Linked DNA regions of Mus musculus: region 1 is linked to region 2. A link is a contact called in public ChIA-PET data. All regions are on one chromosome and are shown on one strand. Each heading gives the region's core, a stretch centred on a gene start, on an enhancer-like site or on the middle of the called end of the contact. The rest is flanking DNA. Distances are from core to core; before and after follow the strand shown.

Region 1 (3,232 bases), core at 202-2,701, 140 kb before region 2:
TTAAACTGCAATGAATTCTAATATAAAATAATAAATACGAATAAAGTCAGTGCTCATCGCCATAAAGAATATAGGTCTCTTTGGTACTACAAAGAGATCTGTCATAGGTGATATTCAAAAACTACTCTCTGAAGCTGTGACAGTGAGTGGCTTAGTTAATGTCTATTATAGAAGTGGCATTTCTGCAGACCTGCTTATGACAGCTACTATTCTTTAGTCCACTCGCCATCTCACTGTAGAGGATTTCCTCAGCACAGGAGAGTGAGAGCACCAACTCAGATCCAGACCCTTGTCAAGGCAGGGTGACCTCTAGATGCAGAGGCAGGAAGGCACCTACAAGGACTCACCAGCCAGCTGGAGAGAGTTCAGGCTGGTCCAAGCCTTCAAGAGTCTGACGGGTTCAGAACCAGGTTCTCCCTATCTACAGACGACACATACAGACACATAAACTATGTTATACCAGAATGCTGAGGGGTTTTCCCCACGTGTGTATGTAAGGGTAGAAGTCTAAGGTTGACAACAGATGTCTTGGCTGGCTACAGCATGAGAACAAGCTAATGAAATTAACAAAGAATTTAAGGAGATAGTAACTGGTAACCTGGCTCAACAAGCAAGCCACTCTGGCAGACTTGCTCCAGGGTCAGCGCTGCCACCAAGCTCCCTGCTTTCCTTTGCCCAGCCTGTTGAGAATATGTGAAGCACCTGCAAAACGATGCAAGCTGAGCCTGTATCCAGGAGACAGGAGGCCACAGCTGGTCCCAGAGAGGAAAGTAGAGTGGTTAGGCCAGTGAAAAAGTCTGGGGCCAACCTTCATAATCTCTTTACTTATATTCCAAATCCCTAGAGAAATTTCTGGCACTGTGACAGTGAGGGAGGTGTCCCTTCCCAAGAGAGAGAAGCCAGGCATGGCAGAGTCGGAGTGGTGGGCTGGAGTTCAATCTAGGCACTCCACAAAGAGATTTACAGGGCTAACGCTCTTTTAAAAAAGCAAGTGTGGCTACAACCATTCAGATCTTGCTGGGAATTAGCTGCTTTGCTCAGGTAGGCAGACCAAGTCCAGCTGAAAGGGCCTTATTTCTTCAGATAAGGCAACTAGGCCTCAGGACTGAGGGGATTTAGAGTCAAGTATGAGTTAAACTTTGGGCTTGTTTGTGAGCATGTTTCCAGAGAGGTTTAATGGAGGTGGGAAGCCCCACCTTGAAATCGGGTTGGCACCATTCCAGTGTGACCAGTGGCTCCCAGCCCCCGGCGCCATGCCTGCTCTGTCACGTGACTGAAACACGCCCTCTTCCCTTAGGCTGCTCTTGTTGCCTGTTTCGCATCAGCAACATGAAGAACACTGAAGGTCATGAAAGACCTGAGCAGAGGCGGTTTCATTTCCCTGCAGTGGGCTACGAGGGTGAAGCAGGTAGGGAGGGGAGGGCTGTGCGTGACTAGCTGGGACCAGTGTGAGGGCACTTGAGGCAGGTGGCAGGAAATGACAAGGAGGCTGAGGCGTCACCTGTGGTCTGGGACCTCAGGGTAGGGAACTGGCAACGATCTAGGTGAGCAATCTAGGAGAGCGACTCCGGGATGGGAGGGAGCCGTGGACTAATAGGAAAAGGAGCAGGGCAGGCAGGATCCAGGCTGCGCTCCGCATCCCAGTCAGAAGGGAAGTAGCACATGATCTTTCAACAGGCCTAACACACCATTAGTTAATGCCACATCTCCCACACCTACAATTTAGGATGAGTCATTTCTCCCACCAAGTTTTACACTAAATTTAGACAATGACCACACATGCATCTCCCATGCAGATGGCACAAGTTACAGGTGTGCTTTTTAGAATTCAAGCAAAAGTGAATGTCATTTGGAAGATGGTATCTTCTAGGGCATATACCAAAGGAGCTCTTAGTGGTGAGAAAATTTCAGGCTCCTCCCACACTGGGCCCTCTGAGTCCTAGGGAGCCAATGCCTGTAAACTTTTCAGTTCTTCTAAGGACAGAGCTGTTAGACAGAAGGCCTGTCACCTGGAGGCCACAAGCCATGGCTGTTGCAGTTCTGAAGAACCTCTCTGGAGAAGGAACAAACGCGGTGACAGAGGGTCCTGTTGGCCACTGTGCCAGCACAGCAAGGAGATTCACAGGCACAGAAGCAAGACTCTGGATCCAGACCTCGGGGGAGGGAGCTGGCCAGCAGAATGGGAAAGTAGGGGAGCCAGGGGACCTCAAGCCAGCCTGAGTGTCACTTCAGGCTGACCTCATGGAGGCTAGGTTAGCAGGCCAGGAGGGCAGACGAGCGTCTCAGTATTTTGGGTAAGAGCTGAATGTCTCTATCTACAACTTGGCTGGAGGACCAACCCCTCCCTCCTGGCAGCCACTACTGTACAGCTGACTCTCATGCCGTCTCTCAGGACAGAGGCAGACTCACCCCAAATCACAGGCTAGAGTGTGCAGAAGCTCAATTGTAAACAGCTGGATGTCTTCCAAGCTGTCACCCAGAGCTAGGAGGGAAGCAATCAAATCAGGCAGCAGCCACCCTCCCCCATGCAGCTAAGGACAAGGGAGCAGTGGGCGCGTTCCACCCAGAGCCCTGACCTGCTCCCTAGCTCTCAGGCTGAGTGCCACAATGGGCTGAGCTCAGATGAAGAGGTTGCAGTGGGAGTGGAATTAGCTCCTGTAGGACCACAAAGTGACTTCCAACAGGCTGTCCTGGCTTCTAGCACCAGGAATGCTGGCTAGTCCTGGTTGCAGAGGCAAGGCAAAGCCTTGTCTGTTCTGCTTGACAGCGAAAGCCCAGCTCTGGGTCTCGCAGCTTGTCTCCATCACAGTGGTCTGCAGACACTAAGATTTTATACAGCATCTGGGACCAAGGGCGAGGCTAGAGATCAAGGGTGGCAGGCCAGTGGGAACTCTGGCTCTGGGTCAGGTCTGGGCTCATTCTGGCTCCACCTGTGATAGCTTTAGGCACACAGTCTCTACTGTGTCTAGTCATTTAAGTGTATGGGAAATCCTGGTTCTGAGTAAAGAGCGAAACAGAAAGACACTGGGTTTAAATCTTAGCCTGTGGTGCTGTCAGCTCCTGTAAGCAGTGTCCCCAACTATGACATGTATGCCCACGCCTGTCGTGCCTGCAGAGAGGAAGTTAAGTACAAGCATGAAGCACAACACTCAGAAGTGGCCCTGACCTCACTCTCACTAAGGCTGACATCACCCAGGCCAGAGGCCAGAGGCCCTGTTCCCGTTCCCCAATG
Region 2 (3,017 bases), core at 433-2,932:
AGTTTGACAAGTGGCCTGACCAGATCTCCCGGCTGGTACGATGTTGGTGGGAATGTTATGCGGATGAGATGGCCTGGTTGGATTTGAGACCTGCTCCATAAGATGGTACTCATGTTTGCGCTGTTAACTAGGCTAAAACCCCACTGACGAGGTCGCAGGCCTTAGCGGAGAGCCAAATACTATTATTCTGCTAAATGGACATAGTATTAAACTGCCCCCTAAATTCTTACCTTATTCCCATGGATTGCTGCATCTTCTGTCATGAGAGAAACTACCCTTGCAGTAGACGTGGATTAAAGCAGAGATTCACAGCTGGTTATCATGCAGAGTAAGAGACTGGAGTACTCAGCTCTGACTGGGCCGTCTCTCCCATACAACCTCCCTTGAGGGTCAGGGAGCATCATAAAACAGAGACAGAAAATGTATAAGAGATACAGGGAGTAGATGCCTGCAGTGAAAGATTCTTTGGTGGGCATGACAAGGCTGCTCCACTCATGAACTCGGTGGTAGGAGCTGAACCTGGTCTTCTGGAAGAGCAGCGCGTGCTCGCAGCTGCCGAGCCGTCTCTCCAGTCCTGTGTTCTGGATACAGCACTGGTAACTCACTTCCAAGCTCTGCAACTCTCCCTGCATCCCGAGGGCTTTTATCTAATTATCTATCTATCTATCTATCTATCTATCTATCTATCTATTTATCTTAAGTTGTATTTTCATGTAATTTAAAGTAATTTCTCTTGAAATTTCTTCCTTGACTCAAATATTTACTTGTATATTGTTTGAGCTCCAAGTATCATGGATTTTCCAGCTACCTTTCTGTTTCTGAGTCACTTCCATGTGATCCGAGGAGCCCACTTGTCACGATCCTGCCCTTTGACATTCGCTTAGTGTGTTTTGTGGCCTGGCATGTGGTTGCCGTGGCAATGAATGGTCCATGAGGGCAGATCTTGTACTCCTTCGTTAGAAGTTCTACCTTGCAGAATTCAGCCATCCCTCTGCTGTTCTGTCCCGCTAGTGAGTCTACACCGCTCATCGCTCTCTTCCCTTCAACTGACTTTGGTTTTGTCTGTTCCAAGAGCTGTGCTGACGTCACTGACTGTACTCACCCTCTTCTGCTTCTGTCAGTTTTGGACTGTGTTATTAGAAGTATGGAGGATCAAGGTGTGTGCAGTCCTTACCTGGATGAGAATTATCATGCCTTTGTGGAGTGTCAAACCCCTGTATCATATCATGAAGCCACTCTTCAGCCCTGGGAACTTCTCTTGCTCTGAAGTCTCCTGTTCTGAAATTAATACAGCTTCTCTTACTCCACCCCTCTTCATGTGCATGTGTATGGTGTGCATGCATGTTTGCATGTATGTTAGGGTGTGCTTATATGTGTGTGCATGTGTGTGTGCACACATGTGCATGTGTGTGCACATGTGTGTGTGCACGAGTGTGCATGTGTGTGTGTGTGTGTTTGGAGGCTTGAGGTTGATGCCAGGATTCATCTTTAATCACTCTTCTACCTTACTCATTGAGGCGGGCGGAGTCTCAGTCAGACCGAGAGATCACGGATGTGGCTAGTCTTACTAGCCAGCTTGCTCTTGGGATCCCCAGTCTCTGCCTTCTAAAGCTGGCACTACAGACAGGCCTCCATGATTACCCTGTATTTACATGGGCTCTGGGGTCTGAAGTTTGACCTGAACTGCTTGTGTGTCAAGAACTTTAACCACTGAGGCATCTTCCGGCCCACTTCCTTTTGGTTAGGGTTAAGTTGGTATCTCTTACTTCCTCCTTTGCCTTTTATCTGTAAGGTGTCTCTATATTTAAAGTGGATTTCTTAGTTACAGCATATATTTGGGTCATATTTTATACACTCTTGGCCTTTTACTTGGTTTGTTTATTTATCTTTGAGATAGGGTCTTATAGTATAATCCAGCCTGCTCCCAAACTTGCAATCCTCCTGCCTTAGCTTCCCAACTGCTGGGATTGCAGATGAGAATCACCATGCCAGCTAGTTAGTGTGTTTAGACCGTTGGCACCTGGGTTACTATTTTTAAGTTTTATGGTTTGATAATCCCAGCTCTCTGCCATCTGACACTGGTTCATGCTGATTGCTCTTCAAAATGTTGCTTGCCTTCCGGTATGCCTTGAAAGTTTTGGTTAAAAGGTGGCATATGATGTCTTGGGTGGAAGGAGCTATGTAAGTAAGTCTTTTAGAATACAGTGGCAGAGCATGTCTAGTGGGCAGTCTACAGCTCTGTGCTCTGGACTCTGAAATTCATCAGTATTTCTCAGGCTTCCCTTTGTGGGTGGGGCAGGCTGCTAGAAAGGGCTTCAGGCAGGCACTCCTGTCACCTGTGCAGAATAGTAGGGAAACAGAAGGGGCAGCTCCTTTATGTAAAGTAGGCTATGCTCCGGCACTCACTGTTCACAGAGTACACTGGTGTGTTTCACAGTGGTTCCTGTCCCTACTCCACCCCACCCTGCAGAATCATGAGGGGACTTTCCTGCGCATTCCCCTCATTACGAGGATGGATAGAGCTCTTGGAAGTGACACTCGGTAAAGCTCACCTGCCCTTGTCTTGGTGACTGGGTTTCCTGGAGCCTGACTCTCAGGTGGCCTGCCCTGTGCCTCTAGCTGTAGGGCTTTCCTGCCAGCACCGGTCCCTTCAGAGGTCTCCCCTCCAGTGAAGTCACCTCTCTTACTTCTCCAGCTTCGAGGGCAGGCCTAGGTGGTGTGGCCTCGCTTCTCTGATGGATCTAAGAGCTTTGAGTCTTGTTCGGCTTGGGTTTGTCCAGCTCACTTCTCGCTGAGGTGGAGCGATGATGTCTAAGCTCCTTCCTGGATTAGAAACTTGAGACGATCCTCATGGTTGTCTCATTCCTCGTCATTGTCAGTTGAATCTGCCTTTCTTCCGTGTTGGCAGTTCTGGCCCAAGGGGTTGAAGTCTCCGTTGTAGCGTGGTATCAGCTGGAGGAGCTGGCTAGAGTGAGGATTGTCTTAGAGTTTATCCATGCAGCTTCTTTGTTGATTGT

The links. ChIA-PET counts read pairs in DNA pulled down with a chosen protein or histone mark.
Region 1: an RNA polymerase II ChIA-PET map of memory CD8 T cells shows a contact between it and region 2, with 40 read pairs. The contact joins two enhancer-like sites. A contact is called at or near these places in 3 of 484 Hi-C or Micro-C datasets (the G1E-ER4 cell line, regulatory T cells and reprogramming fibroblasts) and 8 of 115 datasets of contacts at active chromatin or transcription factors (the SCID.adh cell line, bone marrow-derived macrophages, effector CD8 T cells and 4 more).

The regions. Positions count from the first base shown.
Region 1 is chr4:128,733,615-128,736,846 of GRCm38.p6, reverse strand. All of the region lies in intron 9 of Phc2 (polyhomeotic 2), which reads right to left. Among named protein-coding and RNA genes, the nearest start is that of Gm33712, 7.7 kb to the right of the region's middle. Within about 2 kb of position 1,451, at least 235 of the 459 cell types and tissues checked have an H3K27ac peak or open chromatin away from gene starts, as enhancers often do. A contact at or near this core is called in effector CD8 T cells, memory CD8 T cells and regulatory T cells, where this site is marked.
Region 2 is chr4:128,592,891-128,595,907 of GRCm38.p6, reverse strand. All of the region lies in intron 2 of Zscan20 (zinc finger and SCAN domains 20), which reads left to right. Among named protein-coding and RNA genes, the nearest start is that of Zscan20, 16 kb to the left of the region's middle. Within about 2 kb of position 1,682, at least 54 of the 459 cell types and tissues checked have an H3K27ac peak or open chromatin away from gene starts, as enhancers often do. A contact at or near this core is called in effector CD8 T cells, memory CD8 T cells and regulatory T cells, where this site is marked.